Linked DNA regions of Mus musculus: all the other regions are linked to region 3. The links are chromatin contacts, called in public promoter capture Hi-C and targeted proximity ligation maps. All regions are on one chromosome and are shown on one strand. The core of a region is the stretch at or near the end of the contact, and the rest is flanking DNA. Distances in the headings are between cores, read along the strand shown.

Region 1 (5,636 bases), core at 107-2,606, 170 kb after region 3:
AGCCCTCCCTCGACATCTTGGGGCCAGGGAAGTTGAAGCCATAGGATCAGAGGAAATGTGGCAAGAAAAAAGGCCAACATGGACACAGAACTTAAATAAAAACAGACAGAGGAAGTAAGACAGATATATACCTGGGGGAGAGGAGGGATTGCCACAAAATGTAGGAGATTTTCAAGAATGGGGGAGGATGAGTGTGTAGGGTTAAAGGTAGCCAGTAGAAGTTCATAGCTAGCCTTATGGAGGAAGGAAAGGGGAGCCATCTCGGGATGTTAACTGTTAAAGACAACAGGTGGTGGTGAAGATGGCTGAGACCAAGAGCACAGGGCTGAGGGGCAGACAGGCACTGACACTGCTACCCTTTAATACAGTTCCTCCTGTTGTGATCCCCAACCATAATTACTTCGTTGCTACTTCATAACTGTAATTTTGCTAGTTATGAATTGTAAGTAAACGTCTGATATGCAGGATATCTCATTTGTGACCCCTGTGTAACGGTTTGATTCCCAAAGGGCTTACGACTCACAGGTTGAGAGCCAGCCACTGCCTTAAAGTCGTCTAGAATCAGTTTTCTTTCTTTTTTGACAGACAAGATGTTTAATTCCGTTGTACTGAAGGAAAGCCATTTTATGTATTTTTCTTAAGTGCTCTATCAGTAATGACAATTCTGAAAGCCCCTGTGTTATATTTTAACAACACAGTCACCTCCGGTTCTGTATTCACTGTCCGTGTTGTGACTCCCACAGTATAAATTCCTCCAGTTGATCTTCATGAATTCTTATATTTGATCCCCCCCCCCCTTAGGCCTCTGAATTCCGAGTGAGTCCGAGTTAAAAATGGGAGGAGCACCCTCTAGCTGATAAACCTGGGTAATGAGGTGTCCGCTTTCAGTTTCCATTCTGTACGCGACTATACTGCTTGTGTGAGCCCTAACAGACAGAATCAGCTCAGAACAAAGGGTCTGGCTATCTCCCAGGGATGAACACGCACGCCGACTGAGCTTTTGGGGTGTTGAAAAGTCAACGCCTTCGCACAGAACTCTCCACCCCAACCTAGAAATAACTGGCGTTCTGTTTTATGTCAGTCCGGACACGCAAGCACTGCTCCTTTTGCGGGCCCCGTAAGCATCCCCCCAGGCGGGATAGGGATCCCCGGCCTATGGACTGCGCTTTCTCAGCTGGCATCCAGCTGCCTTGGCACCCAGTCCGGGGCCACTCTGCCTACAGACCCTAGCAACCACTCACCTGCTTTTCTTTCCCTATAGGCCAGAAATTTTTCCTTTCTTTTCTCATTGGTCCGCGTAACTTTATCGCAACCAATCGGCGGTAGCCACGGGAACAAACTCACTCCTACACAACCTGCGTTGGGGGGAGGTAACCTGGGAAGACCTATATCTGTTTTCTGCACCGCTATTTTTTTCCGAGAAGCACTTAACTTCTTACCGTGTCGTAGCTATCCCTGGAATGAGGCGCTTACACATTTTATTTCTTTCATGCCTGACATAAAGTCTGGCCCTTGCTCGCTCCTGCCCCCCGTCCAAATGGCTCGGCCCGCGGAACGCCCCATCTTCCAGGCACATTGAGAGCCGGAGTCTTGGAGGAGTTTAGGGTGGTGATTCTACAACGGCGACTAGCAAGTGGCGGGCTTCAGCCCTTTCCCGCTGCTCTCCTGGTCGCGACCACACGTCACAGCTCTCGCTCGTTCCGGTTGCTCGCGCACGGGCCCCAGAAGCGCAGGCGAGATCGGAGCGCGCAAAGAGAACTTGGTACGGTCCACTCCGCCGCGCCCCGCGCCGCCGGAAGTGAGGTGTCTTACCCCCGAAGTTCCGGTTCGCAGGGGGTGGGGAGTGTTGTTAACCGGAGCGGCTGCCGCAGTCGCGGTGATTGAGCGTGCTCGCGGCGCTGGGCTCCTGGTGAGTGGGCCTGGTCCTGATTGGGGTTGGGGGGTCGGCGTCTAGGACCTTGTCCTTTGGGGTCACTGCGATCAGCCCGCCCCGCTGCGTTCGGCCGCCAGTTTTCGGCCTGTCAGATGGCTGGAGACCTTAGGCGGCGGCGCGGCCACCGTTCCAGAGGCCGGGCCCCGCCTGCGAGGTTCGCAACTCCTAGCGTTCACAGGTGCGCGACTGTGAGGCGACCTGACTGGTTCTCAGCCCCGCCGCCGCACCCTGGCGGTCGGCCGTTTCTCCGGTTCTCAGAGTGGACACTGCTGGGGGCGGGGGGGGGGGCAGGGTTCCAGACTGACGTACCCCGATGGGCGCGCGTCTGCGCTGACCACCCTGGCACAGCTGTCACTGGTTGTGTCGCCTTCTCAAGCTGTGCCCTCTGCACCTTGCCTCCTCCACCCCTGGCGGGCCCAGCGAACCTGCCTCTAAAGCCTATCATCCCAGCTCCTTCAGAGGGTCAGCGGTGGCAGCCCCCCTCCTCCTAACTTTGCCTCAGTGACTCCCTAGAGGAGGCGCCTTGGCAGACAGCGTGGAAGAGCCCTAGATTTGAAACGAGATTGATCCAAGTTCTAGGCCTTGCATCAGTGTGAGCCTCTAACCCCTTTGAGTCCTAGTTTCTCGTTTGTGAAACAGGGAGTATATGCTGTTTTGAATCTAATGGCTGTCAAGGTGAAATGAGTGTTTGCCCTTACACTCTGCCAGGGACTGTGCTAGGTTTACATAGTGTGGATATCACAAATGTCATTTTCCTTGTGCAGGTCTCTGGGCCAGGGCGATGTTCCGCACCGCAGTGATGATGGCGGCCAGCCTGGCGCTAACCGGGGCAGTGGTGGCTCATGCCTACTACCTCAAACACCAGTTCTACCCCACTGTAGTGTATTTGACCAAGTCCAGCCCCAGCATGGCAGTGAGTTCAGGGCTCAGGGAAGAAGGAATGCCCGGGGAGGGAAGGAGGGGCAGAAGTGGGGCTACATGTCATAGAAGTAGGAGAGAAATAGCCCTGGGCCGCCTGACTTGGAATTATCTATGACAGTCTTGGGGACCTGTCAGAATGATTAGCCCCAGGCAGGGGAAAGCAGAAAATAACCTCAAACCACGACCTTTCCTCACCCCCAGGTCCTGTACATCCAGGCCTTTGTCCTTGTCTTCCTCTTGGGCAAGGTGATGGGCAAGGTGTTCTTCGGGCAGCTGAGGGCAGCAGAGATGGAGGTAATATGTTGGTGGCCCCAAAGGACAGGGTTCAGAGGAGGGTACCCAAATGATTGGTTTTCATATCATCCACTTCTCACCCCACAGCACCTTCTGGAACGGTCCTGGTACGCTGTTACTGAGACTTGTTTGGCCTTCACCGTTTTTCGGGATGACTTCAGCCCTCGCTTTGTGGCGCTCTTTACGCTGCTCCTCTTCCTCAAATGTTTCCATTGGTTGGCTGAAGACCGTGTGGACTTTGTGAGTTGGGAGTGGCTGATGGGCATGCCAGTGGATTGGGGTATGGGGCAACCCCAACCATCTTGATGGTGTCCCTCTCTGCCTCAGATGGAACGCAGCCCCAACATCTCCTGGCTCTTCCACTGCCGCATCGTCTGTAAGTGAGACTCATTGAAGAGGTGGGGGTGACTTGAGGGAAAAGAGGCCACTGAGGAGTAGACTGAAAAGTCAAAACCTATGAGCCACTACCCAGAGCCCTGGCTGCCCCTCCATCCACAGCTGCACAGGAAAGATAATTTAAGAAGTTAATTTGCATAGTCTCTACTCTGTTCCACTCCAGGGCTTCTTAACTGCCTGGGCACTCAGCTCTCTGCCTTCTCCCCTGGGCCTGGGTTGCCCCAACACCCTGCCTGGGCAAAAGTAGTTCCCAGAGGATTCGGCTTAGGTGTACACATTTAAGTAGATGGTGGGGCCAATCGCCATGGGGTGGGATTGTCGTGGAGCAGGAAGTGATTGTCAGGCCTCTGCTGACCTCGATTCCCTCCCTTTGGGGGTCTCCACAGCTCTCATGTTTCTCCTGGGTATCCTGGACTTCCTCTTCGTCAGCCACGCTTATCACAGCATCCTGACCCGTGGGGCTTCTGTGCAGCTGGTATTTGGCTTTGAGGTAAAACTGGCTTGGGGGAAGAAGCTGAGCTGGTCCTGCGTGTGCTGTGAGCAACCCCACAAGTGCTTCTGAGGGCCTGCCATGTCTCTACCCACTTACTGGCCACCAGGGAGCCTCTGCCATCTTGTCCTGGCCACCCTCATAGACTTCTAGGCTATTGCAGAAGGACACAAAGGAAGGCTGGTGTCGTGTAGAAGATTCTTGACCAAGTACCTTAGCAAGCCTTCCTGGAGGCTGATGTCATGAATGGAAAAGAGAAAACTGTTGGGTAGATCACCCAGGAGACGTGTCCCAGCTCACATCTGCTGAGTGCTTACCACATGCTGGGCCCTGTGCTGTGTTCATAGGTGACAGTTAATGCTTTGGAGGTAGAGTCAGTTGCTTTCGTCCCAGACTGGGAGGACCCCAGCTGTGTCTGCAGCCTGTGTTGGTATCACTGCACCTCTGTCTTGAAGCCTAGCTTGGCTAGAGCAAGGGGAAGCTGGTACTCACATCCATCTCCTGTCCCTCCCTCCAGTACGCCATTCTGATGACCATGGTGCTTACCATCTTCATCAAGTATGTGCTGCACTCCGTGGACCTCCAGAGCGAGAACCCCTGGGACAACAAGGCTGTATACATGCTCTACACGGAGCTGTTTACAGGTAACGGATTCCTAGGCCTCTTCCGGTCCACAGCAGCATCCGTCGGTGTGTCTGCCAGCCCTATGGCCAGCTGCGCTCTCCCTTTCCTCCTCAGGCTTCATCAAGGTCCTGCTGTACATGGCCTTCATGACCATCATGATCAAGGTGCACACATTCCCACTCTTTGCCATTAGGCCCATGTACCTGGCCATGAGGTGAGTCCAGCCTTGTCCCTTACTTCCTCAGACTGGTCTCTCCCATGTCTTCTTTCACTCACTGACTTGTCTCTTCAGGCAGTTCAAGAAAGCTGTGACAGATGCCATCATGTCTCGCCGAGCCATCCGCAACATGAACACACTGTAAGTGGGCTTGTTCTGGCTACTCCCAAACTCCGAGGTCCCCGTGCTTCCAGTTCTGGTCTTGACATGGACTCTGCCATCTTAACCAGGTACCCAGATGCCACCCCCGAGGAGCTCCAGGCAATGGATAATGTCTGCATCATCTGCAGAGAAGAAATGGTGACTGGTGCTAAGAGATTGCCTTGCAACCACATCTTTCACACGAGGTGGGAGAAGGTCTGGGAGACCTGCATCGTGGGCACAGGCTCATGGGGACCTGCTGACCGCTGCCTGATCTTACTCCCAGCTGCCTGCGCTCCTGGTTCCAGAGACAGCAGACCTGCCCGACATGCCGCATGGATGTCCTGCGGGCATCGTTGCCAGCCCAGTCACCACCACCTCCTGAGCCTGCTGACCAAGGACCACCCCCCGCCCCTCATCCCCAACCGCTGCTGCCACAGCCCCCTAATTGTAAGTGGCCCTTCATTTGCCCACAGAGGACCTTCTTTGTCCTCAGGTACTTGCCCTCGGCTGGGTACCGACAGTGCTGGGGAATCCCCGAGAAGCTCATTCTGGGTAGGAAGGGGTGAGAAGATGAGAAATAGACAAATGATGAGTGGTAAGCAGGGCCTGCCAGAGTG
Region 2 (5,656 bases), core at 2,674-5,173, 240 kb after region 3:
GACAGCCTCTTCCTGCCCCTCAATGTCAGTGACTATAGTGAGACACTACAGAGTTTCCTGCAGGCTGCTCAAGAGGCCCTTGGCACCCAGTTAGAGAAACAGAACATCAGCCTGGGTACGCACACCCCAACATGGAGTCTCGGGGAACCCTGTATCCCCAGGTAGGGCTAAGCCATGTGTTCCCCACTCAGGGCCTTTGGTGACTGCAGTGGCGAACTTTAAGGCTGCAGCTGCATCCTTGGGTGAGCACATCTTGACCCTGCAGAAGAGCAGCCCTGAGTGAGTGTCAGCAGAGGGCAGGTGTCTGGGAGGGGGCACCTGGCATGCATGGAGCTGGCAGCTGAACTGCTGGCTTGCAGTGAAGTGACGCACACGCTCTTCAGTCCTCTGCAGGTACGAATGGTCAATGACCAGCTGATGCTCTTAGAACGGGCATTCCTGAACCCAAGGGCTTTCCCAGAGGAGAGGCACTACAGGTGAGCCTATGCCAAAGCTCTGGGGAGGAGGGGTGGAGCGATGGCCCCCTCCCCAGAGCTTTCCTGTGTCACTATGCAATCCACTTCACTGATGGCTGGGGACTGAGGCCCAGCCTGCACTGCTGTAAGCCCTTGCATTCAGAGAGCAGACCCAAGTTGCATGCTACGTGTCGACAATGCTGAGTTCCAGGTAACCTCTCACTGACCCTCTGCTCGCCATCTCTCCTCAGCCACGTGCTCTGGGCGCCCAACACGGCCTCTGTAGACACATTCCCAGGTCTGGCCAACGCTTATGCCAAGGCCCAGGAAATCAACTCCGGATCTGAAGCTTGGGCTGAAGTACAGAGGCAGCTTAGCATTGTAGTAACGGCCCTGGAGGGTGCGGCAGCCACCCTGGTACCTGTGGCTGACCTCTGACCCAGCCCTGTCCCTTGGGCTTTTTCTTGCACCTCTCACACCTGTATGTTCCAGTCTTTCCTGAGGCCAGGAGTAGGTAGATCAGCAAACACTCAAGCTTTTAAAGCAACAGCTGGGGTCCCTGCAGTTAAGGACACCTGCTCACGGTAGTGGGTGAAACTGGGGCCCAAAGTAGTGTAGAGTCTAGCCCATTGTTCAGCCTGCTTTCTTCTTCCCCTGCACTCTCTCTCCCCTCTTTTTTTTTTTTGGTTTTTCGAGACAGGGTTTCTCTGTGTAGCCCTGGCTGTCCTGGAACTCACTCTGTAGACCAGGCTGGCCTCGAACTCAGAAATCCACCTGCCTCTGCCTCCCGAGTGCTGGGATTTAAAGGCGTGCGCCACTACGCCCGGTTTCTCTCTCCCCTCTTAACCCTCAAATAAATGAAGTCTAAAAGTTCCTGTTATTGTTTGGAGATCATAATGAGTTCCTTTTATTGTTTGGGAATTATGAAAAAGAAGCCAGGTGCTCTGACCCAGGCCTTGTGGGAGACGAGACCCTCTCAAGCTGCAGAGCCAGGTCTGTGAATGTCACCTTCCTCAGCCATGACCACATCTTCCAGGGTGTGTCCCTGCAACTTATTCCCCACTAATATGTGGTAGGCACCAGGGGGTGGGAGTCCTTCCTCAGAGTATTGACCCCTCAGGAATACAACTCTGTCTTTATCCAAGGTCAGTCCATGGGCCTGGCACAGGTCCCGTGCTTCCTGGAGTCCATCCAGGGCCAGAAAGTGTTCTATGAAGTCCAAAGGCAAGGTCTGTCCCTTAGGAGTGCTCAGGGCACGGGACAGGCGGGCTAGAGCTTTGCGGCGGGCATACCCAATGTGTTCCTGCACTGCGCAGCTCTGTAGGTAGGGTAAGGTGCGAAGCAGGCGAAACAGTCGGGCATGGTTGTCTTCCCGGAAGGCAGCGTCAACAGCCAACGCCGCCTGAAGGGGTGGGCAGGCACGCAGGGCAGCAGGCAGCTGTAGAACCTCCTGCAGGGCTTCCACAGAACCTACAAAGGCAAGCAGCAGAAAGACACAAGGATGCTTGATGCTTTCTGGGTCAGGCATACCTCCCATCCCACCCCCTCCAGGCCCAAGCTATTTATATACACCTCTAGTTCCAGGCAAACTCGTTTCCAGAGCTTGGCTCTGCCCACCTGCCAGCTCCAGTCATGTTCCCTCAGAGAGGCTACCCCACTTCCTCTCTCCTCTTCTAAGAAAGACCCAGCCATCTGATCCTTCTCTGGTCTTTTTGAGGTGCCACAAGACCAGACCTCCTTCAATCTAAATCCTTACAAGGCAGTGTTGTACATTTACATAGGGACACAGGCCAACATAACATAAAGGCTTGCCTGGAGCACAGGCTATTATGCTAGACCCAAACTTAAGGCTTCTGACTCAGGGTTCCCACTGCAGCCTGAGGGCACTGGCTTCCCTACACTTTCCCCTCTATCTGCAAGGGTCACTGTTGGAGGATGACTTGGCCCTAGTTTCCTTTCCAGGAAATCTTGGTACTGGAATCTTGGGCCACTTTTCTTAAATTAGTGAATTTAAGAGTCACTGTGTGTAGCCGGGTAGTGGTGGTGCACGCCTTTTATACCAGCACTTGGGAGGTAGAGGCAGGCCGATTTCTGGGTTCTGGGTTCGAGGCAAGCCTAGTCTACAAAGTGAGTTCCAGGACTGCCAGGGCTACACAGAGAAACCCTGTCTGGAAAAAAGAAAAAAAAGAAAAAACAAAGAGTCACTGTGTGCATGTATGATACAAATATATTGTCTCCACATATAAAATCATCAAAGAATCTGCCTGCCTCTGCCTCCAAAGTGTTCCCATACAAGGCGCCTGTTACCACGCCCACTGGACTTTCCTATAATTAAATCACCCATAGAAGGGAATCTTTTAGCACCTCCTGTTAGATATGTTTATGGGCCAGCCCACGGAGCAGTTCTTATAAGTTTGGAAAGCGCTTTCTAGGTCAACTCTCTCAGTACTATCCTACCTCCTTCCACCTCTACTATGTAGAAAACAGCCAATTTGAGAATGTCAGACCTGAGGTCCCACGTCGGGACTTTTACCAACTGACTTTCCCAAGAAGAAGCTATTGCTGGGGGATGGAAGTTACAGTACTCCCAAGCTATAGTTCGCCGTTGCTGCTACAATTGCGTCTTCCCCACCCCAGGCTCCTCGGGTCCCCGCACTTAGTTCTCTGGGATCGACTCACCCAAGTTGTAGAGCAGAAAGAGGCCCTGAAAAGCAGCCTGGCGGGGGTAGGGGCCTTTGCCCCGCGCGTAGCAGCGCCGCAGCGAACCGAAGCCTTCCTGCACCTGAGTCTGAAGCAGCACCGGGTCCGCGGCTCCGCGCGTCTCTTCTGGCCGCACCCGCGCCACCACGGCCAGCAGCGTGGCCAGCGCAGCCTCCAGCACTGTCGCTGCGTCCGCGTCGTCCACGCCCTGCAGCGACAGATCTAGCCGCACTGCGCGCAGGCGGTCGGCCACAAAGCTCGCCACCTCCGCGCACGACACGTCGCCGCGGCCAGCCACCTCACCGGCCAGATAACGCACGGTGGCTAAGAGCACTGGCGGCGGCCGCAGCAGGCTTGGCGGGGGCCGGGGTTTGCCCGCTGCCGGCCGGCTGTACTCCTTCACTGTGCGCTTGGGGTCGGCTCGGGGAGCGTTCCCACGGCCGCCTGGCTCCACCTCCAGTCGGTGCAGGCGGCGCTCGCGCTCGCGTCGGGCGCGCTCGGCGGCCGGGCACATGTCTGGGCACAGGCCCATGGGTAGTTTGCAGCCGGACATGGTAGGGGTGTGGGTAGAGGACGCACACTCAGCATCGCCGGGCCAGCGGAAGCGCGGCACTGCATCCTGCCGTGGGCTCGAGGGACAGACTCGAGCCCCAGTCTGGCCAAACGCAGCCTGCCGCGGCTTTCTCGATTTGCCGCTCCCGCGGCCTTTAGAAACGCCTCCCATAATCCATCGCGCCTGGCTTCGGTTTTCCCCCTTAAATCGTCCCATGATGCATCGGTTTGTAGTCCCGCGACGCAGGCCACACCTCCCCAGGGCTGGGATTTGTTGGTTTAGCTTTTTGTTCTTAGGGCTCTCGAAGTAGCAAGTCCTGCTTTACGTACGTGTCTATTATTTCTTTAACACACTCAGCTAGTGCTGCGTGCCTGTCATTCTTCATTGTTTCCCTATGCGTTTTGTTTTAACTGTGTACCTTTGCATGGTCTGGAAGTCACTATATAGACCAGGCTGACTCAGTAGAGATCCGCCTGTCTCTTTGCCTTCCAATTCCCGGATTAAAGGCGCGGCCACTCATTCATAGTTATTATTAGCATTCTGTCTAAGCTTCACTTCACAGTTAGCTGACAACAACCAGGTAGGCTCCACCCAACAGCTACCTGGCAACAGTCAGGTAGGCCTGACCCATTATAAAAGGGGCTGCTTGCCCCCTCCTCTCTCTTGCCTTCTTGCTCCTGCTCTAGTCCCTTGCCCCTCCCCCTCCCTGTGCTCATGGCCAGCTTCTAATTCTCTACTCCTCTACTTCTCTCTCCCCCCCTCCTCTCTCTGCCTTTCTCTGCCTCTAGTACCCTCTTAACTCCCCTTCCCATGTCCTGAATAAATTCTACTATTACCATCGCTTGGCTGGTCCCTCAGGGGGATAGGATGCCTTGGCAAGGGCCAGCTGAAGCACCTCAATGGAACATATTCCTCCTCTCTTTATCTTCTTATAAACATAATGGGTATGATGTGCCAGACACCGCTTATTCAACTCTGTTGGTACAATGTAAACTCAACCACAGACAATAATAAGCAAATGGACCTGGTTGTGTTCAGGCATGTGTTTTACTCACACGTATTTAAATTTTATGAGATTTTCACTAGTCAAAGAATCTTTTTTCTTCCAACCATAAAAAAAAAGAAAGAAAGAGAAGAAGAGAAAAGGAAAGGAAAGGAAAGAAAGAGAAAGGAAGGAAGGCTCTCAAGGGCCTTACAAAAAAGGCAGTGGGCCAGGTCTGGCTACAGACTCTGGTCTAGATGGGTGAACTGACAGGTTAGGGGCCCAGATGCCACTCACATAGAACAGATAGGCAGGATCAGAAGTTCAAGTCTAATTCCAAGGAGGCAGGCAGGTCAGAGCTGAGAAGTCTTTGCTTTTCTTATACTTGATCCAGTTAATACAGATATGGCCCCTGGTAGTCATACGAGCAGGAAGCACGGCCAGGTCCCAAAGAGAGCAGTGGGGGTGGCTGGCAGTGCTGGAGCTGACATCCCAGGAAGGGTCCACCCCTTAGGGCAAGTGTGTGTGAAGCATCTCTGCCCGCTTCAGGTACTCGGCTGCCTTCTTCTTCACACCTTCCCGGCGGGCAGGGGATGGGTCACCTGGAGGAAGCAGATGGCCCACCTACATTCAGAACCCAGGTCATAATGTGTCCTTTCCCTCCCTGGGTCCTCCTGTCTTTGCCTCATTTTATGAGGCTATTAAAAAAAATAAGGGAAAATTCTGCCCAGTGTCTCCAGTTGACCTGTGAGAAACAGATGTTCACGGTCCCTCTTTCTTTCTTTAGAATGTATTGTATGTGTGTGAGTGAGCACGGGAGGGTCAGCGGGCAACCTTGGGTGTAGGTCTTCCCCTATCACCGTGTCTGTCGTCTGTCGGAGATAAGATCTCTCTGTTCTCTGCAGCCTATGCCAGGTTCAGCTGCCCTCGAGTTTTTGGGGATTCTCCTGTCCCTGCTTCCCATCT
Region 3 (5,909 bases), core at 3,257-5,756:
GGTACACCAGGACATCGGCTGCTGGAATACGGGTCGGGCAGGGTCGGGTGAGGTCCAATCAGCATTTCCCACCACCCCTTTGCTCCTTATCACGAGCCAGGCCACACTGACACATCGTGACGCTACGGCTTACGGTGACATACATCTGCAGTCCAAGACAGGACGCAGGAGGCTAAAGCTGGAGGATTCCAAGTCCCAGGTCAGCCTGGGCTACATAGCAAGACCCAGTATTTTAAAAATAAACAAATAAAAAATGCTGCCTTCAAGGACCTCAAACCATCCAGAAACTCGGGCCAGGTACCAGCCCCATTTCACCCCTGAGGCTCAAAGTAGGGTGATAAAAACCACCCCCCTTCCTCTGCAGCACCAAAATATTGTTGTTTCCAATATTTCTCAGGTGGAGAAACAACACGGGGTAACCCATCCTGAGGTGACAGTTCCCTATCAGGCTGGGAACAAGGCCAACTAGTGACCTGACTCTGACTGGGTCTGACTAGGAGGACAATGAGGATTTCTAAGGCCACCTTGGGTTACAGCAGGTTCCAGGTCTCGGCTTCACTGGGACTCTTCAAAACTTTAAGAATCAATGCTGTGGCTTCTGCAGATAGCTTTAAGCAGTCCAGGAAAGAATAAACAACTCAAACAGCCAGTGTTCCCTTATAACAAGCTGGATTCCCATTTGAAGCCAGAGCCAAAGATGCTTGGCAGGTTGGCCAGACTCAAATTCCCCATCCCTGAACTACAGGCGCAGTAAAGGAGCATGGAGTGTGGAGGCCTCGTTCTCAGCCTGCATCCTTTTCTGACTCTGTGATCCAGCTGTAAATCTGTAAAAACAGTTAATAGCGCTTCTTCAAAAGGTCACCGCCAATCCAGTACGGCTGGTGAGAGTGGACATCATAATGAAGGAGCTTTTGAGATTCTGGTCTTTTCTGCTCCAACAGCTACTTGGAGAGACCAGGAGACTGGCTCAGATCCACTTTACAGGCAGAAAAACCAGCCCTGAAGGGTCAAGTTCATGATCAACCTTGGTCTGCTCCAGTAGTCTGAGACCTAACAACCTCTCTAGGTCCTAATTTCCTCCCAATAAAATGAAGAGGTGGAGAATCCCTGCTTTCAAAGAGCTGTCTGCAAAAAAAGAAATGGGACAAAGGAAGTGGTGCCCTTTTCCAATCATGTGTCTTCATTTGAAAACAAGAGAAAGTTCAGGAGTGTGGCTCAGTCACTAAGCTAGAGACAGATCTCAGCTAAGTCCTTTGATTTCTGAGTCCGCCACATCTAAACAAATCTTATTATTTACTACATGATTAACTTACTGAAAAAGACAAACTGGAGTCACGTCCCCAGGCTGGAACCAAAGAGTTCAAAAGAGATGAAAGAAGAAAGTAGAGACCTACCTCGGGCACCCACTGAAGAGACGCTACTTCGGTGGGACCGCTCCGCAGGGCCGGGCTGCCCCGCGTTGCCTTCTGCCCCCTCCATCTGCAAAAAGAACTCTAGACAATTAATGGGGGGGGGGTCTTAAGGAGATGGTCTCCTCAAGCTCTCAACCAAGAAGCAAAGGGGTCTCGGTCTACAATTCTTAACCTATGTTCAGGGATCAAATGTGTAGGGTGAAAGTAGAGAGTGACCCTCAGCCGAGTGCAGATCGGGTGGGCTGAGTCAGGGAAGTGACCGTCAGGTGCAGGGGTCTCAAGTTTCTCAAGAAATGGCCAAACAAGTCGGGACGCGCCCCTGTCCAGGGCGGGGACACGGGCAGGGTGTGGCTACGCTCTCACCTTGCAGGGTCGCAGAGCCCACTGCCTCACTCCAGAATGCCACCCGACTCAGGCCTCCAGTTCTGGACCCACCACCACACCGGCCGGCGGGGTCTCCGGTCCTGCCCAGGGTCGATTCGCAGGCGTTACGCCGCAGAAGCTGCCGCGGGAGGAAGCACAAACCCGAGGCCCCGCCTCTCCGACTGAAGGAGCCAATCGGAGCCAGAAGCCTCGGCGCACGCGTACTCCCGCATTTCGATCTTTGGTCCTTCCTACCCACCCTGGTTCCCAGCTTACTTAGATCACGCAAGTCTCAAAGACCCGGTCTAGCCACGCCCCCGAGTCCTGTATTGTCCCTCTCCCGTCGCCCTCACTCCCCGCACAGCCAACTACATGAGTAGTGTTGCTTCATGCATAAGACCCTTGGTCTGTAATAGGATGTGGGGAAGATTCATTAGAACCAAGGATGAGGGCAAGAGCTGTGCAGCTACCGCTCCGTGTGACTTGACTGGGCCCCTCTCTAAAATGACCCACCTTGTGGGTGGATGGTGCCGCAGTCCTCTCAGGCCTGTTCTGAAGGCCTGAAGGGGTACTGGCTCTTGGCCTTGGGTAGGAATCGGGGCCCTGGACAAGTCCCTTCCCAGCTAGATCTGTTTTTCACCTGTAGCATGAGATTGGACTGAATGACTCCCAACAATCCCTTTCACTCTCATTACGAATGTAGGTTGGAAACATGGGACTTGCTGTGCTTCCAGGGTGCAGTCACATAAGCCTGGCTGTCTTAGAGACATAGCCTCCAAGATCCCGAAGTGCCAGGCATTGTGCTTCCCAAAATCTTATCACCAAATTGTTCTGACAAACCATCACGTGTGTGCCTAAGGCCTGGAATGTATGGAGAAAAACAAGTCCATATACATGCCACTTGAGCCAGAAATTGTTCCTGGTGCCAGCAGTCACTTGGGATCTGGTGCAGGGACGTGAGTTCTCCTTGCCACTTGGTTTCTTTGCTGGAAAGCAGATGAAAGCTCCTGCCTTCAGTATTTGTTTTTGTTTTGTAGAGTTTTCAATTTAGTTCATTTAGGGACAAACTTAATGGCACACAAGCCTTTAATCCTAGCAGAGAGAGGCAGAGACAGGCAGATCTCTGATTTCCAGAGCACACAGAGCTATACAGTGAGACCCTGTATGGGGGGCAGGAGGGTGGGGACAAGCAAAACTGTAGTAGGCAGGCCAACCATGGAAGCAAATAATCCTACCACTTGGATGCTGGAGACAGGAGGATCAGCACGAGTCAAGGCCAAACTTGGTCACACAGCTAGTCCAAAGTTAGCCTCGGATATGTGAGGCTCTATCTCTAAAACAAACAAACAAACAAACAAACAAACAAAAACTACCAAGACAAAAACAAAACAACAAAAGAACAAATATTACAGAAGGCCTCAGCATTGCTATAGAAGACATAAACCACTATAGGCGGAGAGGAGGAATCTTCAGTTCCTTCTTATCCACCATGTGCTGCACATGGGCCAAGCCCTTTTCTCTCTGTCACTTGCCATCTTATGGGCTCTGTAAATGGAACCAAGAGGATTAGTAGCTACCATTTATGTGTTGGATACTTAAAAAAAATCTCTCTCTCTCTCTCTCTCTCTCTCTCTCTCTCTCTCCGTCTCTGTGTGTGTCTGTGTGTGTTCAACCCAGGCCTTGTACATGTAAACTGAGCACTCTACTCCTGAGCTACACCTGAAAGAAACAGGTAGGGAAAACACTCAGCCACACAAATCTTACAAGATTGAAAGTGTGTGTATGTGTGTGTGTGTGCATGTGTGTGTGTGTGTGTGTGTGTGTGTGTGTGTGTAATTTTAGAGTCTACCCATGAGAAAGTGTGATGCTGGTGGTCTTTCTGAGGTCAGCTTACTTTGTTTCCCATAATAATCTTCTACTTCTGCCCAGTTGCTTGCAAGTGACACCATGTTAGTGTCCTTTACACCCTAAAACTGCGTTGTGTATGTGTACCACATGGTCTTTGCCCATTCCAACGTTGGACTTTTCATTCTTCTGGCCACTGATGCTGCTCCTGACCTTTCTATTCATTCATCCATTCGTCATTCATTAGCATGTGTTCTGTCTACCCTGTGCCACGTTCTCTAATCCTTTAAACATGTAAACGGATCAAGCAGTCACAGGTCCTTGACTGCATAGACAACCAGTTAGCTGCTCATAATAGATCAGCGACAAGAGCAAGGGCAAGGGACTTGTCCAGAGACCGACTTCTGTCCAAGACCAAGAGCCTTCAGAACAGGCCTGGGAAGACAGCACTGCGACACCATCCACTGCCCAGACCCTCTCGGGTCCCCAGGAAAGTTTCTCCATCTCAGAAAGAGGCCCAGTCAAGTCGCATGGAACAGTAGCAGCTCTCGCCCTCATCCTTGGTTTTCACGAATCTTCACCACGTCCTATTACATATATATTACATATAAAGGTCCTTATGCATGTAGGTGGCTGTGCAGAGGCAGGGGCACCGGGGGCCAGGGGTCATTACAATTGTCCCTGAGATGACTTGTGGAGTGGTCTCACTAAAAAGGGGAGTTTTCAGCCCTAGCTTGAAGGAGGTCCGAGAGAGTAGGTCCAAGAAGAGGAAGCAATGCCGGCATTAGGGCCTCACGGCTGAGAGCCCTTTTCAGTGGAGCAGGAAGCAGAACATGAGGTCAGAGGAGAAGGGCGGTACATGAGCCTCTTCCGACTCGGCCTCTTCCTTCTTAGTTTTTAAAGAAAGGAACTGCAACTGTTGCAGTTTAGAAACAGGGAAATCTAAATCTAAGCCCTGGTATCTGCTGAGGACCATCTTGCCCCATCATCGTGAGGCAGAGAGGCAGGAGAGCGGAATTTTGGTTTTGATGTAGCGCAGCAGTGGGCCACTGCACAGTCAAAAGCCCATTGTTTCTTCCCCTGGGCAAAAGGAGGCTGCGGTTCTGATTCATGGCTGTAAACAACTCTGGAGAGAGCAGACAAACAGGCTTCAGGGCCTGGTGAGTCACTTCTGGGGGCCGGGGCCTCCCTCTTTTTGGGTTATTCTTATTCTGACTAGGCATAGGTGGCTGCTGCAGGCCACTGTAGCCTGGGACTGCCACCTCGTGGCCACGTTCTGACTTCACATAGCCCCACAGCTTGTCAGGGTAGGTGGGAATGAATGGGAATTTGCTATGAACTGGCTGGTCAAGCAGGGCCCAGGTCCTTGCTCACTAAGGCAGCCTTCGAGAGGCTCGCCAAACTAGGACTCAGTTGGCATCCTCTGTGAGCCAGCATGGCTGTCACTGTCTAGGCACAGAACCCTGGATCTCTGTGGCTGTCAACCTGCCTCTAGAGATTCCATTACTTCTCAGGCCTCTTCCAGTCTCAGGGTCACAGACGTTGGCTCACTCTCGCTAATGGTTGCCTGAGGTCTGGGCACTGGGCCACCACGCACACTCCAGCCAGGGTTAAACATTAGTGGGAGGTTATCGGGTTTGGAAAGGGGGTGGGGAATCTCACTTGCAACAGTCTCCAGCGGGCCTGCTCGGAGTACCAGTTCCCACAGGAGCCCAGAAAATGCCCGTGGAAGAGTTTGTGGCTGGCTGGATCTCTGGTGAGACATTTTTCTTCTTTTTGTCCTATCATCCCTAAGGGTGGGTGGCTTCCCTGGGAGGATGGGTTGTTGAGAGAAGTTGTTCCCTCTGGAGCACCCGCACCCAGCTGTCCCCAGAGCCTTCTGGGAATGGCCAAGGAGGCCGAGAGGAAAGAAGCAAGCAGGAACTGCTTCTCTATCCGAAGGCCATACTGTCGGGGGGCGGTGGGGATCTGACAGCCAAGGTACAACCTCACCCAAGCCCTTCTCCCAGACCAGTGTGAGGGGACCAGAACACATTTACCTTTGATCTCTCCGGCTGTCCTGTCCTTATTTTACCTTTGGAAATCTGCCCTACCTGTCAATGGGTGCACTCCTGAGCCTTGAGAAAGGACACTGTGAACGCACCCCTGGTGAGGGCCACCCCAAGCCCCAGAAACAGCATCTTCTGCAGAGACTAAGACTAGCCAGTGTGTGGCTTTCTCCCCTGGGTCCAGCAGGACGCTAAGAAGGGCTCCCCACTCTGTACTGATAATTGTGACAAGGCAGAAGGC
Region 4 (5,799 bases), core at 2,442-4,941, 190 kb after region 3:
GCTCTGCCTCCTGCATCAGCAGGGCCAGGTTAATGAAAACCTAAAGGAAGTGAGGACAGGGCCATTGTCTGAAGTGGAGCATCTGGGTAGAACAGTGCCGACCTCGCCCTCCTTCCAGCTGCCCGCTCACATGTTGAATGGATCCAGGTCGTGTACTCGAGACACACTGGATTGCGACTCTGCCTTGACTTAAAACTCCTGCCTTGGAATCTGAGCTTTATCACTTGGGCAGAATATGTCTCTTTGCTAAAACTCACGTCCCCACTGCCATATGGAAACAGGAGTAATCAGGGCCCCGCCTTGAGTTCTTGTTGGAACACTAATATGTTTGTAGAGCTAAGAATTGGCTTATTATGAACCTAAATTTTGTACCCTCTTCCTCCTCCTCCTCCCTTTTTTTTTTTTTTTTTTTTCCGAGACAGGGTTTCTCTGTATAGTCTTGGCTGTCCTGGAACTCACTTTGTAGACCAGGCTGGCCTCGAACTCAGAAATCCACCTGTCTCTGCCTCCCAAGTGCTGGGATTAAAGGCGTGCGACACCACCACCTGGCCCCCCTCCTCCTCCTCCTTTTTGTCATCTTCTTTATAAGTCAGAGTTTGGGGCTGGAGAGATGACCTCTTCCAAAGGTCATGAGTTTAATTCCCAGCAACCACATGGTGGTTCACAACCATCCATAACAAGTTCTGTCGCCCTCTTCTAGAGTGTCTAAAGATAGCTACAGTGTACTTTAATAAATAAATAAATATTTTTTTAAAAGGGGTGGGCTGGAGAGATGGCTCAGTGGATAAGAGCACTGACTGCTCTTCCAAAGATCATGAGCTCAATTCCCAGTAACCACATGGTGGCTCACAACCATCTGTAAAGAGATCTGATGCCCTCTTCTGGTGTGTCTGGAAACAGCTACAGTGTACTCATATAAATCAAATACATCTTTAAAAAATATAAATAAGTCAGGGTTTCTTTGTGTATCCCTCGCTGTCCTGAAACTTTTTCTGTAGACCAGGCTAGCTTCGAACTCAGAGATCCACCTGTCTCTGCCAAAGTGCTGGATTAAGGGTGTGCACCACCACTGCCTGGCTTTAGACTCTCTTTCTAGTAGCTCCAGTGGCCTGAATAGTGTAGTTTCTTCAGTAATACTGATGTGGTATTTTCTTGAGAGAGAGAGTGAGAGAGAGAGAGAGAGAGAGAGAGAGAGAGAGTTTCACTAAGTAGCTTTGGTTGATTTGGAACCATATAGACCAGGCTGGCCTTGAACTCACAGAGATCTGCCTGCTATTGCCTCTGGAGTGCTGGGATCAAAGGCATGCCCTACTACACCCAGCCCTCACAGGAAATTGTAGAAGAAAATTTCATTCAATCCTGTTTTATGAGTGAGAAAATAACCTTATATTCTGGCATATATGTTGACAGGCCAGTCTCCGATTAATGTTGGGACTAGGCCTGGTGGGATTGTAGTAACTGTAATCCTAGTTACTTGATTAGCTGAGGGAAGTAGAAGGAACCTTGATTTTGAGACTAGTCTGGACTATCCGAGTGAGACCTGTTTCAAAACTAAACCAAATCCAAACTCAGATTCAGTGGACATGGGCACTCCTGCCTCTACAGTGAAGGCAGGACCTTGCCTGAGCCCCTTTGGAGCTCTTGGCCACCACCCATGTACCCCATGTACATGTGATCTTAACACAAGAACAGCTGGCCTGTTGTCAAGGCCACCAATGACAAACAAGGTGTTAAATCTGACAATCCCTGGAGGCAGTTGCCTGGTCCTTCAAGCTTCTCCTTAGCTGTCTTTGAAGTTGATTTTATATTTGGCCGCTACATCCGAAGCTGCACCTGCTTTCCCAGCTCGCTGCCTGCTTTGCTCCCCCATACAGCCTGTCATCACTGTGGTATAGATTTAGTTTTGTGGTGCTAGGGTTGGAATCTAGGGCTTTATGTACATAAGCCAAATGCGCGCGCTCTCTCTCTCTCTCTCTCAAGATTTTATATTAAAAACCCTCTTGTTCTATTAAAGCAAAACCATAGGTTCATAACACAGCAACATATTGGCAAATGAATGAATGAATGATTGCTGCCCACCCAGCAATGCTAGCCCACTCTGCTCTTCTCCTGGCCCAAGTCCAGCAGAATTAAGTCCAGCATGTCAGCATACCCAGCCAATGAGGCCAGGTCTCAGCTCACAGAAATATTTGAAGTCAAAGGAACCGAGGCGAGGGTTCAGCTCCCGTCCAAGAAAGAAGTCATACATGGAATTTCCTGGGGAACAACAGAAGGTGAAGGCACACCAGGTATGCATGCATCCCACCTACCTCATCCCTACCTCACTGGGACCCTTCTCACCTGAGTTTCCCCCAGGAGCCAGGGCTGAGGCAGGAGCTACCAAAGCCTTCGCATAGAGGAGGAGGCTGAAGATAAAGCTGGTGAGAGTGGTCGCAAAGGCCAAGGGCAGGAGCATTCCAGGGAGTGCCCCCAGGGGCAGCCCCACTGACACCCCCAGCCCCATCAACAGGGCTGTTAGCACCAGAGCCTGGAAGCCTGAACCACAGCACAGAGTGAGCCCTGGGGTGGCTTGCATACTTCCAAAGCCAACACACACACACACACACACACACACACACACACGCAGTTCTGGGAGAACATTGGCCATTGGCCTGGAGCTGAGTAGTAGCAAAAGAGGTAGATGCACGGCGAGGTTCCCATAAGGGCACAAACATGTCATCAGAGCTGGTCCATAAACCTCCCACCACCCTTGGAACCCACCCCAACCCATGTTAACTGCGATTCAGGGAGGGGGGGGAACCCCAGTCACCATTAATAGGGTAGCGCAGGCGACTCTTGTCCTTCAGTTCCAGGCCTTCGGCCACCTGCGGGTACAGGGCAGGTTTTATAAGAGCTGGGGATGACTTCCCAGGCTCCAGCCCTCCCTGCACCCTCCTCCCTGGTGTGTTAAAACAGATCACACACCTTGCGTGCAGGCAGCAAATAGAGCGCCACCTGCAGGCCGAGCCAGATGAACAATAGCAGCAGAGCCCATGGGCTCCACAGCTCCTCCAGCCCAGGCAGATAGGCCGGTAGGGCCAGGAGGCGCGCCGGGCCCGAGCGAGCCGCCAGGAGCAGGTGGAACATGGTGGCAGGCAGCAGGATCAGTAAAGCCGCGACGCCTGGAAAGAGGGCCACTGTGTAGCGTGACTGCTCCCAAGAGCTCTCTCAAGTCCTCGGGCGCCTTGAGTCACCTGCCTGCTTAGCAGTTTCCCAGCGCCATACTCCTATCTTAATTTTCATCTTGTTCCTCTGCCCTCTGGCATTCCCAAAGACCATCCTGCTCTCCCAACTGTCTTTCATTACACAAACTCCCCGCTGTGCTGCTGTCAGCACTCCCTCCTCTTCTGCAGACACCCCGACACCCGCGCACCGGATCCTTCTGCTCCGAGCCTTCTATAGAGCTCGTATCCTATCCTGCTCCCGTTAAGTGGCATCAGGTCAGCCTCCACCCCAAACCTTCCCATTTACCCAACGGCCCCCCGAATTCCAGTGGGGCCTGGGAGGCCTCACGAGAAGTCATGATCTCTGCTTTGCCGGGGAACAATGGTTCACAAAAGTCGATCAAGGAAACACAAACCGCCCCATGCCGGGTTATGGCTCTGCATCAGACACGGAGGTGGAAAAGCTGCTGCTCTTGTTCATTGATCTTTAAATGGACGCGCCCTCTGCCCACCCTGGGCCCAGCACAGTAGCCAATCAGCGCTGGGAGGCGGGCCCCATGCTGGCGCCTCAGAAGCTTCGGCACTGAAACCCAACCCGGGCGGGTCCCGCCCCTGCAGGCAAGAGGAAGGAGGAGGACACATAAGTTTATTAGAAGGATCCATGAACCCGCCAGCGGGGAAGGGCCTCTAGGATGAGAACAGGGCACAGGGAGGACAGGGCGATAGGGCTACTACGCGACTCGTTGGCAGATTCTAGCCGCGCTCGCAGATGACCTCGACAACACTAGGTTCCATGGGCACTGGGTCGGGACAGCGCAGAGCAGCTGAGGCTACTACTTCGTCCAGCAGCAGGTGCACTAGCTCCTCATCAGCCACAAAGCGCCACAAGTAAAGCTGCAGGAAGTGGCAGTCCACCTGCACCTGCTGCAGCCCAAAGCGCCCAAAGGTGCGTAGGCGCACACACTCCAGTAGTGTCTTCAAGCTGATCTTAATGATGCCAGTCAGCACCGACACCTGCAGGTGGACACAGGGATGCAGCTCAGGATTGCCGTCTTTTGGGGAGGAGGATACATCCAAATTCTGAGCAGAGGCAAGGGAGATAAAGACAGAAATTTCTAGGGCTCAGCTAAGAAGGGAACAATGCAATGTTGCCACCATAAAGGCGAGGGCAGGTAAACCCCGGTGGTCAGATCAGAGATGGGGCCTCATGAATACGATGGGCAGCAGTCACCACTGACTACAAAGTAAAATGGAGGAAAGATATTGCTGAGCTTGGGCTTCGGAGGGGCAGAGATCAAGATATGAGTGGGAACCCCCGATGACTAAAGACTAGTTTGGAGAGTAAAGTGTGGACAAGGTGGTTTTGCTCTGGACCTAGAGACAGAGATTACGTAAAGTGATCTTTAATTCTGCTCAGATGTGGTCCTAGGGCTCTCTGGGTTAGTGTGGGAGCCACCCTTCCCCTGGGATGTAGAGGAGAAGGTACTTCAGACCTTGTTGAATTCCACGGGGCTGAACACATCGATCCGTTCAGAGAACAGCTTCTGAATATTGCTCAGGAGGTTTGTGTCCATGGGAGCACTGGAAGGGGGAAAGAAAGAGTGAGAGGCCACTCTGCCCAGCCTCCCTCTTCTGTCTCTCAGGGAGGCTCCTAGCAGCCTGACCTGGGTGTGTAGCTGGGTGCATAGCGGCCCTGCTGCCGGGAGCTGCTGTACACAGAGAAAGTCCTTTTGCTTGAGTCACTGCTCTGGGCCTTCCGGACACCCTCTTCATACAGGAGCCCCACCTGGGGGAGAAAAGATGCGCTGCAAGGTCAGAGCATGGTTACTGACAAAACCTCCCCTCTCTGCTGGTTGAAGAATCCTAGGTATGGTCACCACCTACACAATCAGGGGAGTGGGAGCAAGGCAGGGAAAACCTAGTCTGAAACCCAGTTTTTAGCTCATCCCTGCTTCAGCTTTTTGGGTGACTTTGGGCCTGCACATCCCACAGGTATGAAATGAGGCTTCTAGTGGCACGACATGGGTACAGCCAGACCCCTTTTGTCTTGGTCCTTGGAATCCAGCATGCATTGGGGTTCCAGCAGCCGGCCTGTGGCAGCACCTGGACATCAATAGCTGTAGTGTCCTCCACCACACGCTTCATGACAGCACGCACGTTCCTAGGCTCCAGAGTACTGAGCCAGTCCCGGGTCTCCACACTCTTACGTAGCATCTGGGATATGACCAGGCCTTGCACCTTCACATAGTGAGTCAGCAGCCGCCGTGCTGTCTCTCTGGCCTCTGCACACAGTGTGCTCACGGGTGTAACGGGAGACTGGTCCTAAGTCACAAAAGCAGAGGACAAAGGTTGCAGGTATTAGAGACAGACCAGAAACCACCACCAATGAGGAGGTGAGCAAATCTTGGGAAACTGAGGCTGAGATGAGTGCAGACCACCAGTCTGGTTCCTGTGTTGACAGCATCATGCCCTTTCCCCTCTCCTGAGCCACTTCACCTGCACCAGAAACTGTTCATCAGTGAGTGTGAGGATGTAGGAGATGGTGGCTGTCTCATAATCCAGGCAGAGGCGAGAGAGCAGCAGGAGCAGGGCAGGC

What was found. Capture Hi-C pulls out chosen DNA fragments and counts their contacts.
Region 1: a targeted proximity ligation map of bone marrow-derived macrophages shows a contact between it and region 3, with 2.6 times the contacts expected there. A contact is called at or near these places in 1 of 39 promoter capture datasets (neural stem cells), 1 of 484 Hi-C or Micro-C datasets (B cells), 11 of 130 datasets of targeted methods (the NIH/3T3 cell line, the SCID.adh cell line, bone marrow-derived macrophages and 6 more) and 4 of 9 other capture datasets (adipose tissue, embryonic stem cells, liver and 1 more).
Region 2: a targeted proximity ligation map of embryonic stem cells shows a contact between it and region 3, with 2.5 times the contacts expected there. A contact is called at or near these places in 3 of 484 Hi-C or Micro-C datasets (embryonic stem cells and uterus), 12 of 130 datasets of targeted methods (CD8 T cells, the SCID.adh cell line, bone marrow-derived macrophages and 5 more) and 5 of 9 other capture datasets (adipose tissue, embryonic stem cells, liver and 2 more).
Region 4: a promoter capture Hi-C map of adipose tissue shows a contact between it and region 3. A contact is called at or near these places in 9 of 130 datasets of targeted methods (the NIH/3T3 cell line, the SCID.adh cell line, bone marrow-derived macrophages and 5 more) and 4 of 9 other capture datasets (adipose tissue, embryonic stem cells, liver and 1 more).

The regions. Positions count from the first base shown.
Region 1 is chr19:6,045,220-6,050,855 of GRCm38.p6, forward strand. Syvn1 (synovial apoptosis inhibitor 1, synoviolin) reads left to right here and starts at 1,357. Exons shown (of 16, transcript NM_028769.5): 1 at 1,357-1,909; 2 at 2,698-2,846; 3 at 3,056-3,148; 4 at 3,236-3,388; 5 at 3,476-3,524; 6 at 3,931-4,034; 7 at 4,552-4,678; 8 at 4,773-4,872; 9 at 4,951-5,016; 10 at 5,106-5,222; 11 at 5,303-5,466. The coding sequence starts at 2,715.
Region 2 is chr19:6,114,663-6,120,318 of GRCm38.p6, forward strand. It overlaps Sac3d1 (SAC3 domain containing 1), which reads right to left and starts at 3,924. Exons shown (of 2, transcript NM_133678.3): 1 at 3,135-3,924; 2 at 1,342-1,925. The coding sequence starts at 3,924. The coding sequence ends at 1,432. It overlaps Snx15 (sorting nexin 15), which reads right to left. Exons shown (of 8, transcript NM_026912.2): 8 at 4,737-5,292. The coding sequence ends at 5,201. It overlaps Naaladl1 (N-acetylated alpha-linked acidic dipeptidase-like 1), which reads left to right. Exons shown (of 18, transcript NM_001009546.2): 15 at 1-115; 16 at 192-279; 17 at 384-476; 18 at 707-1,327. The coding sequence ends at 893.
Region 3 is chr19:5,873,316-5,879,224 of GRCm38.p6, forward strand. It overlaps Slc25a45 (solute carrier family 25, member 45), which reads left to right and starts at 4,507. Exons shown (of 6, transcript NM_134154.4): 1 at 4,507-5,376. The coding sequence starts at 5,340. It overlaps Frmd8 (FERM domain containing 8), which reads right to left and starts at 1,893. Exons shown (of 11, transcript NM_026169.4): 1 at 1,776-1,893; 2 at 1,395-1,479; 3 at 1-21. The coding sequence starts at 1,479.
Region 4 is chr19:6,064,159-6,069,957 of GRCm38.p6, forward strand. It overlaps Tm7sf2 (transmembrane 7 superfamily member 2), which reads right to left and starts at 3,692. Exons shown (of 10, transcript NM_028454.2): 1 at 3,511-3,692; 2 at 2,965-3,161; 3 at 2,810-2,864; 4 at 2,341-2,535; 5 at 2,153-2,256; 6 at 1-40. The coding sequence starts at 3,562. It overlaps Vps51 (VPS51 GARP complex subunit), which reads right to left. Exons shown (of 10, transcript NM_001081041.1): 6 at 5,700-5,799; 7 at 5,307-5,525; 8 at 4,868-4,989; 9 at 4,697-4,784; 10 at 3,684-4,217. The coding sequence ends at 3,957.